Regions from separate parts of the Sus scrofa genome. Here region 1 is linked to region 2. The links are chromatin contacts, called in public HiChIP or PLAC-seq maps. All regions are on one chromosome and are shown on one strand. Each heading gives the region's core, a stretch centred on a gene start, on an enhancer-like site or on the middle of the called end of the contact. The rest is flanking DNA. Distances are from core to core; before and after follow the strand shown.

Evidence for each region. HiChIP or PLAC-seq counts read pairs in DNA pulled down with a chosen protein or histone mark.
Region 1: an H3K27ac HiChIP or PLAC-seq map of skeletal muscle shows a contact between it and region 2. The contact joins two enhancer-like sites. A contact is called at or near these places in 2 of 2 datasets of contacts at active chromatin or transcription factors (alveolar macrophages and skeletal muscle).

The regions. Positions count from the first base shown.
Region 1 is chr16:50,611,935-50,615,374 of Sscrofa11.1, reverse strand. All of the region lies in intron 4 of LOC102164818 (a long non-coding RNA gene), which reads left to right. Among named protein-coding and RNA genes, the nearest start is that of CPEB4, 110 kb to the right of the region's middle. Within about 2 kb of position 1,269, at least 10 of the 83 cell types and tissues checked have an H3K27ac peak or open chromatin away from gene starts, as enhancers often do. A contact at or near this core is called in skeletal muscle, where this site is marked.
Region 2 is chr16:50,412,621-50,415,758 of Sscrofa11.1, reverse strand. No RefSeq gene overlaps it. Among named protein-coding and RNA genes, the nearest start is that of C16H5orf47, 14 kb to the right of the region's middle. Within about 2 kb of position 1,443, at least 17 of the 83 cell types and tissues checked have an H3K27ac peak or open chromatin away from gene starts, as enhancers often do. A contact at or near this core is called in skeletal muscle, where this site is marked.

The DNA of each region.
Region 1 (3,440 bases), core at 20-2,519, 200 kb before region 2:
CACCCCGTGTCTCAGTGAACAGACCAAGGAGTATTTTATATTCAGAACCACCCCCTCCGCCCCAGAGTTCCCATTGTGGCTCAGCAGGTTAAGAATCCCACATAGGGTCCATGAAGATGTGGGTTCAATCCCTGGCCTTGCTCAGTGGGTTAAGGATCCAGCGTTGCCGTGAGCTGTGGCATAGGTCTCAGATGCAGCTCGGATCCAGCGTTGCTGTGGCTCTGGCGTAGGCTGGCAGCTGCAGCTCTAAATCAACCCCTAGTCTGGAAACTTCCACATGCCACAGGTGGGGCCCTAAAAAAAAAAAGAAAGAAAGAAAGAAAAAAGAATCCCCCCTCTACCGGGATTCAGTCTGGTCCAGTATCACATTCCTGATTCTAGCTCCTGGATGCCCTTCATTTTTTCCCCAGTTGACAAAATGGGGATTATTCTTTGCCCTTTCAAGACTGTAGAGAGAGAAACAGTGCCCAGCCTTGTGCTTGACTCATGGGGGTTGCAAGATGGCTCATCTCTCCCTGCCCATCTTGCTGTGGCCGCCATCTAATGTAGTGCCAGGCGCTTGCTAAAGTGTTAATAAATATTTGCAGTTTGAAAAGCTCGATGGTAGATTTTCTTCCTTTGACCTTTCGATTATTTTCCCTCTTGAAATAGCAGAATAAGGCCCCTAGTGCTATGGTGACAGTCTCTGTAGAAATCCATAGCTTGTTCTCAGCACACCCACGGATGCCAGTGGGAGGCTGGCATAGATTTGGACCAATGGAGAGAGGGTTTATTTAGCCTTGTCCTGGTTACAAAGAACATTTTTTTTTTCTTTCAAGCGGACCTTCCTGTCCCCAATTCAGCCTCACCTAGGTCTCTGCTAATGTGGGTTAATTTTCCAGCAGCTCCTAGAAAGAGTATATTTCCAGTCTCTCCTGGGACAGACAGGAGTTTCAACCAGGATAAAGCAAGTTTCAGCGGAGAACATTCAGAACCTGCCGAGGAGTCAGGCTGCTCTGATCACATTCCTGCCAGGGGGTGGGAGCGTGTTTGCCTGGAACGAGTCGTCCTTTCGGATGCTGTAATCTGAGCTTAGAAATAGACTTGTGTTGCTCCCAGAAATCCCTACTGTTTTGGCCTTTTCTTTGTCAGGCTTGCTCTGGTCAAGGTTGAGCATCTAGGTTTAGGAATGGAGGTCGTTTACTGAAACCAGAGAGGCTCTGTCCCTTTAAGAGGGTCCTTGAGGAGGGACAGTCAGAGAATCACAGAGATGAGGGCCAGATGGCCAGTAAACAGGATGGCAGTGAGCTGGGGAGAGGACCAGCTGGGCCATCCGCTTTAGTAACCTTGCACTGGAGAAGACCTCAGCCGGTAGCTGCAGATGGAAGACGTGGGTGAGGGCTGCACCCTCTGATCCAGGGACCTCAGGGTGGTTTGACCGGCCCCACCTTCTGCCTGAATGAGGACTCAGCGTTCTAGAGCTGGGAGACAATGGGAAAGCAATAGAAAAAAAAAAATACGAGCTGTGGGTTCAGACAGATCTGAGTTCAAATTCTAGCCATGTTCCCTGGATGGTGATGGAATCTGAGTTTCCACTTCCTCATCTGTAAAATGGGATGATGATCCCGTCTCACAAATACACTGTGAGGCAGCTACCCGTAATGGCTAGAGTTCAGTGCATGGGGTAAAGCTCAGGAAATTTTTGTCAGCATACTAGTAACTTTTTAGCCAAGAGGGGCATAAGGTAAAATTTTCTCTGAGAGTCTGGAGTCCTGGCAATTTAAAAGAGAAATCCCCAAATTCCTTAAATACCTTACTTAGGATGCAAGCGTATCATTTAGGACTGACTGGTTTGTCAGCTACCCATAACAGAAAACCTGGATAAAAGTGGCCTAAACAAGATAAAGATTTACTTTTCTCTCATATGAAACCGCAAACAGTCAAGGACTGACTCTCTGGCCAAGGCTTTTTCCATCTTTTTGTTCTGCTGTCCTTAAAGTGTGGCTTCCATCATCAAGGTGCATTGCATGGTCATAAATGCTGCCACAGATCCAGCCATCATACCCACATTCCAGGTGCCAGCAAGGAGAAAGAGAAGTACAAGATTGTGCACTTCTCAAATGAGTCAATATTAAAACAAACAAAACCAACAGACAAATAAAAACTACCAGAAATTCCATCCAGTGATTTCTGCTTATAGCTTATTGGCTGCCCTACAGTGAGGGAGCTAGGAAATGTACCAGATGAGTGGACACCCCCAATAATACAGGGGTTCTGTTAGTTAGAAGAAATGGGAGAATGTTGTCCCTGCCAGAGTCAATGCTGAGCCTCTTCAGTTTCACTAGAAAGAGTTGCCTGGGCCAACACTGGGAATATTTTCCCAAGAACCAAAAGCATCTTGAGAACCTGAACCTCCATAGGTTGTCAGCAAAGGTTAATTCCTGTCCCTTCCAACCTCTCATTGTCCCTACCACTTCCATGTTAGAGAAGCTAACATTATCTTACATCCAACTTCATACGATATGTAGATTTTATGAATCAGAAAAGTTCAGAGTCAGAAGCTCAGGTGAATTACACATGGGTTCCAAGCAGAGAATTTACTGAAATCCTAAGACGAACTGCTGAATACTTTGCATTATCTCACACCTGTGTACCTTATCAGCTGCATTAGTCATCCATCACTGTGTAACAAATGACCCCCAAGCTTAGTGACTTAGGAAACAACATGAGTTTATTTCCTCACAGTTTCTGTGGGCCAGGAATCTGGGTGTGACTAAGCTGGGTCCTCTGGCTCAGGGCTTCTCACAAGGCTGCAACCCAAGTTATCCACTGAGGCTGCAGTCATCTCAAGGCTCAACTCAGGGTGACTCTGCTTCCGAGATCACTCACGCGCTTGTTGGTAGGATTTAGCTCCTCGCTTGCTGTTGGCAAGAGGCATCCTCAGTTTCTTGTCCCTAGGGCTTCTCCATAGGGTAGCTTACAGTGTGGCAGCTTGCTTCATCGGAACAAGCAAGCAAGAAAACAAGAGGGGAGTCTTTTAGAACCGAATCTTGGAAGTGGCAGCCCATTGCTATCTTAATCTATTGATTAGAAACAAGTCACTAGCTCCAGCCCAAACTAAAGAGGGGAGAGGGAACATTTTAGAAGCACCAATCAAGGCCGTACTGCATCGCTCACCTTCACTCTCAGGGTTCCTGATCCAGGAGCTGGGCTTCCATGAATAAGCCCAGCTCCTTCCTACCACAGGGCCTTTGTATGTGCGATTCTGTCTGCTTGGTAGGTAGCTCTCCCTCCCTATCTAGTTATACTCATTTTCAGAATTCCTCTCCAGCCTCTTTTTTTTTTTTTTTTTTGCAAGAAAACCTTTCCTGACCACCCTTCTCCTGAGTCCCTGGAAGGAGGGGTTCCTGGAACATCACTCAGCCCTGGGTCACCTTCAAACAGAGGCCTGGATCCGGTTC
Region 2 (3,138 bases), core at 194-2,693:
TACAGATGTGATAAATTCATTTGAGTAATTAAAAAAGGGGGGAGGCAAAAACTAATATCTCCATGGTCTGGTTCAGGTAAGCATTAAATGAGGCAAAAGTTAAAACAAACAATAACTACAAAAATGGAGTTCCCACTGTGGCTCAGTGGAAACCCAACTAGTATCCATGAAGATTCAGGTCTGATCTTAGCCTCACTCAGTGGGTTTAGGATTCATCATTGCCAGGAGCTGTGGTGTAGGTCACAGACTTGGCTTGGAACTGGCGTTGCTGGGGCTGTGGCTGTGGCCGGCAGCTGCAGCTGATTCCACCCCAAGCCTGGGAACTTCCATTTGCCACAGGTTCTGCCCTAAAAAGTGCGGGGGGGGGGGCATAAAAAAACAAGCAGAAATACCCCAAACTATAAACATTAGAGACCCTCATTAGCAAGACCATTATTATCCCAGATCTGGCCATTGCTGGAAGCAGCTACCTTGGGAAAGTCCCTTTCTCTTCTGTGGGGTTACATACACCACCCAAAGGCACTCATCTCTGTTCAGAGGGGACCATGATCCTCAGCTCCCAGGACTGGCATGAGGATCCAGTGATGTGAATCCTAGTGCCCCACAGGCTACAACCTCCTCGCTGCCATCCTCTCCCTGCTGCAATTCTTCCCCTGCAGCTAAGGTGGAACAGCAAGCTGACTTTGCCAAGCCTTGCTGCTAAAACCTTACAGCAGCTTCCTATGGCCCTGGAGATAATAAAATCGCATGTTTTCCCAGGCGCCAGCTCCACCCCCCACCCTAACCTCCTCTTCTACTTTTTTTTTTTTTTTTTTTTTTTTTGCTTTTTAGGGCTGCACCCTCAGCACAGGTAAGTTCCCAGGCCAGGGACCAAATCTGAGCCGCAGCTCACAGAAACACCAGATCCCTGATCCACTAAGCAAGGCCAGGGATCCAACCCTCATCCTCATGGATACTAGTTGGACTGGTTCCCGTTGTGCCAAGACAGAGAATTCCATCTTTTTTGTCTCTCCCTCTTCATTGTGCCCTCAAGCCACAAGCAGACCTCTCTCCTTCGTCCAGTGCAAGTCGTCTTTCCTGGGGCTGGGTCTACATACTTGTGTTTTTCCTCAGGTGAAAAATCATTTGCTCACCCTGCCCCACCCTCTCCTCCACTTCAACGCAATGCAGAACAGAGCTGGCTCCTCATTCCACCTCTGGGACTTAGAAAAAACACCTACTCCTCTGCGAGAACTTCCTGAATCACTCTTTCTAAACACCCGCATCCCTATTCAACATCATCACACTTTGTTACCAGAAGTGCTCTTTCTGACTAGCATTTATTATCAACCTATGGAGTCTGTGTCTCTGCTTTTTTCAGCAGGGGAGATATACACTGTGTTAATCATGTTTGTGTCCTCAGGACCTGTCATGGGCCTTGCACATCATAAGTGCTTAATAAATGTTTGCCAAGTGGGTGACTCACAGGATCCTGACGTTGGTTCTCTTTCCAAAGCCAGCTCTCAAAACCGCCAGTAAGAGATCGCAGTGCTTCAGGAGGACCAGTAGGCTGATGGGGCCCCAAGGCCCAGGTATTTCCCCAGCAAAATAGAAATCGGAATGCTTGATAAAGGCAGCTCAGAGCCCTCAAATGCTAATGGGACCCCGGGACAGTGCTCAAATGTGGCTTCTGGTTCGGCCCCACTGGGAGCTGAGACTCTGCAAGTTTCTAACAGGTTTCTGACACCAAGCTGAAGAAGCCGAAACTTAGTCCCTGTGAAGCCTTGGCGGAAGCTGGGAGAAGAGTCTGCCTGGGCTGAGGGTGCAGCTCCTGGACTAGAGGCTGGGGGACCCAGGCTCCAGGGAAGGGGTCGGGGGGAGGGGAGAAGGAGCAAAGCACTGGCCTCTCCTGATGCCAGAACAGACAAGCCAGAGAGGGCAAGAGGCTAGAAGCTGCTATGTTTTAGAATTTGCCCTAGTCCCAGAAAGAGAATTGTATCCAGGAGTTTCTTCAGTTATTTCTTCAACAAATATATGCATATTATTTATCCAGAGTATACTGGCGGATAGGACACAGAGGCATGTGTCCTCTTGGCATATATATTCTGGAGACAAAGACCTTGATTTGAGGCCTCAGGGGTAGGGGTGTGTGTGTGTGTGTGTGTGTGGTGTCTATGTGATTTTGGTGAGTCATTTGTGCAATCTGAGCCCTAGTGACATATGAGGCCCACACCCAGCATTGGGAGTTGCTAAGGTCAATCTCAGGAGATACTGCCTTACAAAGAAACGGCATAATTATTATTCATAGGACCTCTAATCTGAATTTTGAACTCATTCTCTGTTAGCCAAAGGTGGTAATCTGCAAAGGAGAATTATACCCAGGAGTTTTCTTATTCATTCTATCATTCATCCAAGTGTTCGTCCTGTTGTAGTGGCAAAGCCAGCAAATTCCTTGTCTTATCAGCATTTACATTCAGAAGATGAAAGCAGACAATCAGACAAGTATACACAATTCTTTCAGAACACTTCACAAAGGAAAAATCTTCATGAAAGCAGAAGAAAACAAGACCTGCCTAATACTACATAGACAAAGAAGATTCAGAAAGAGAGTATCAACTACAAATGTTCATTTTTACACAAGACCCCTTCCTACCCCAAAATTCTCATGAAATTCTTGGCCTGTTTGGAAGGGTATGAAAGACCTTGTTATAACAAGTAATGAACTCATTGGAGGCATTGAACCAACTCTAATACTGCTTAAGTGTTACTCTGATTAAGGTAGAGTACATTTCAAATATTCATTACTATAGGTTTTTGAATATCTCCTTAAATTGATCGCAAAGTATTTTGGATCTTCCACGCTGCTGCAAATGGGGTTTCCTACTCCTGAGAGGCTCCAAATGTTCCTAGTGTATAGAAAGTCTCTACGGATCCCGCGTTGCTGTGGCTCTGGCGTAGGCCAGTGGCTACAGCTCCGTTTCGACCCCTGGCCTGGGAACCTCCATATGCCTTGGGAGCGGCCCAAAGAAATAGCAAAAAGACAAAAAAAAAAAAAAAAAAAAGGAGTTCCCATCGTGGCGCAGTGGTTAACAAATCCGACTAGGAACCATGAGGTTGCCGGTTCGGTCCCTGCCCCTGCTCAGTGGGTTAACGATCCGG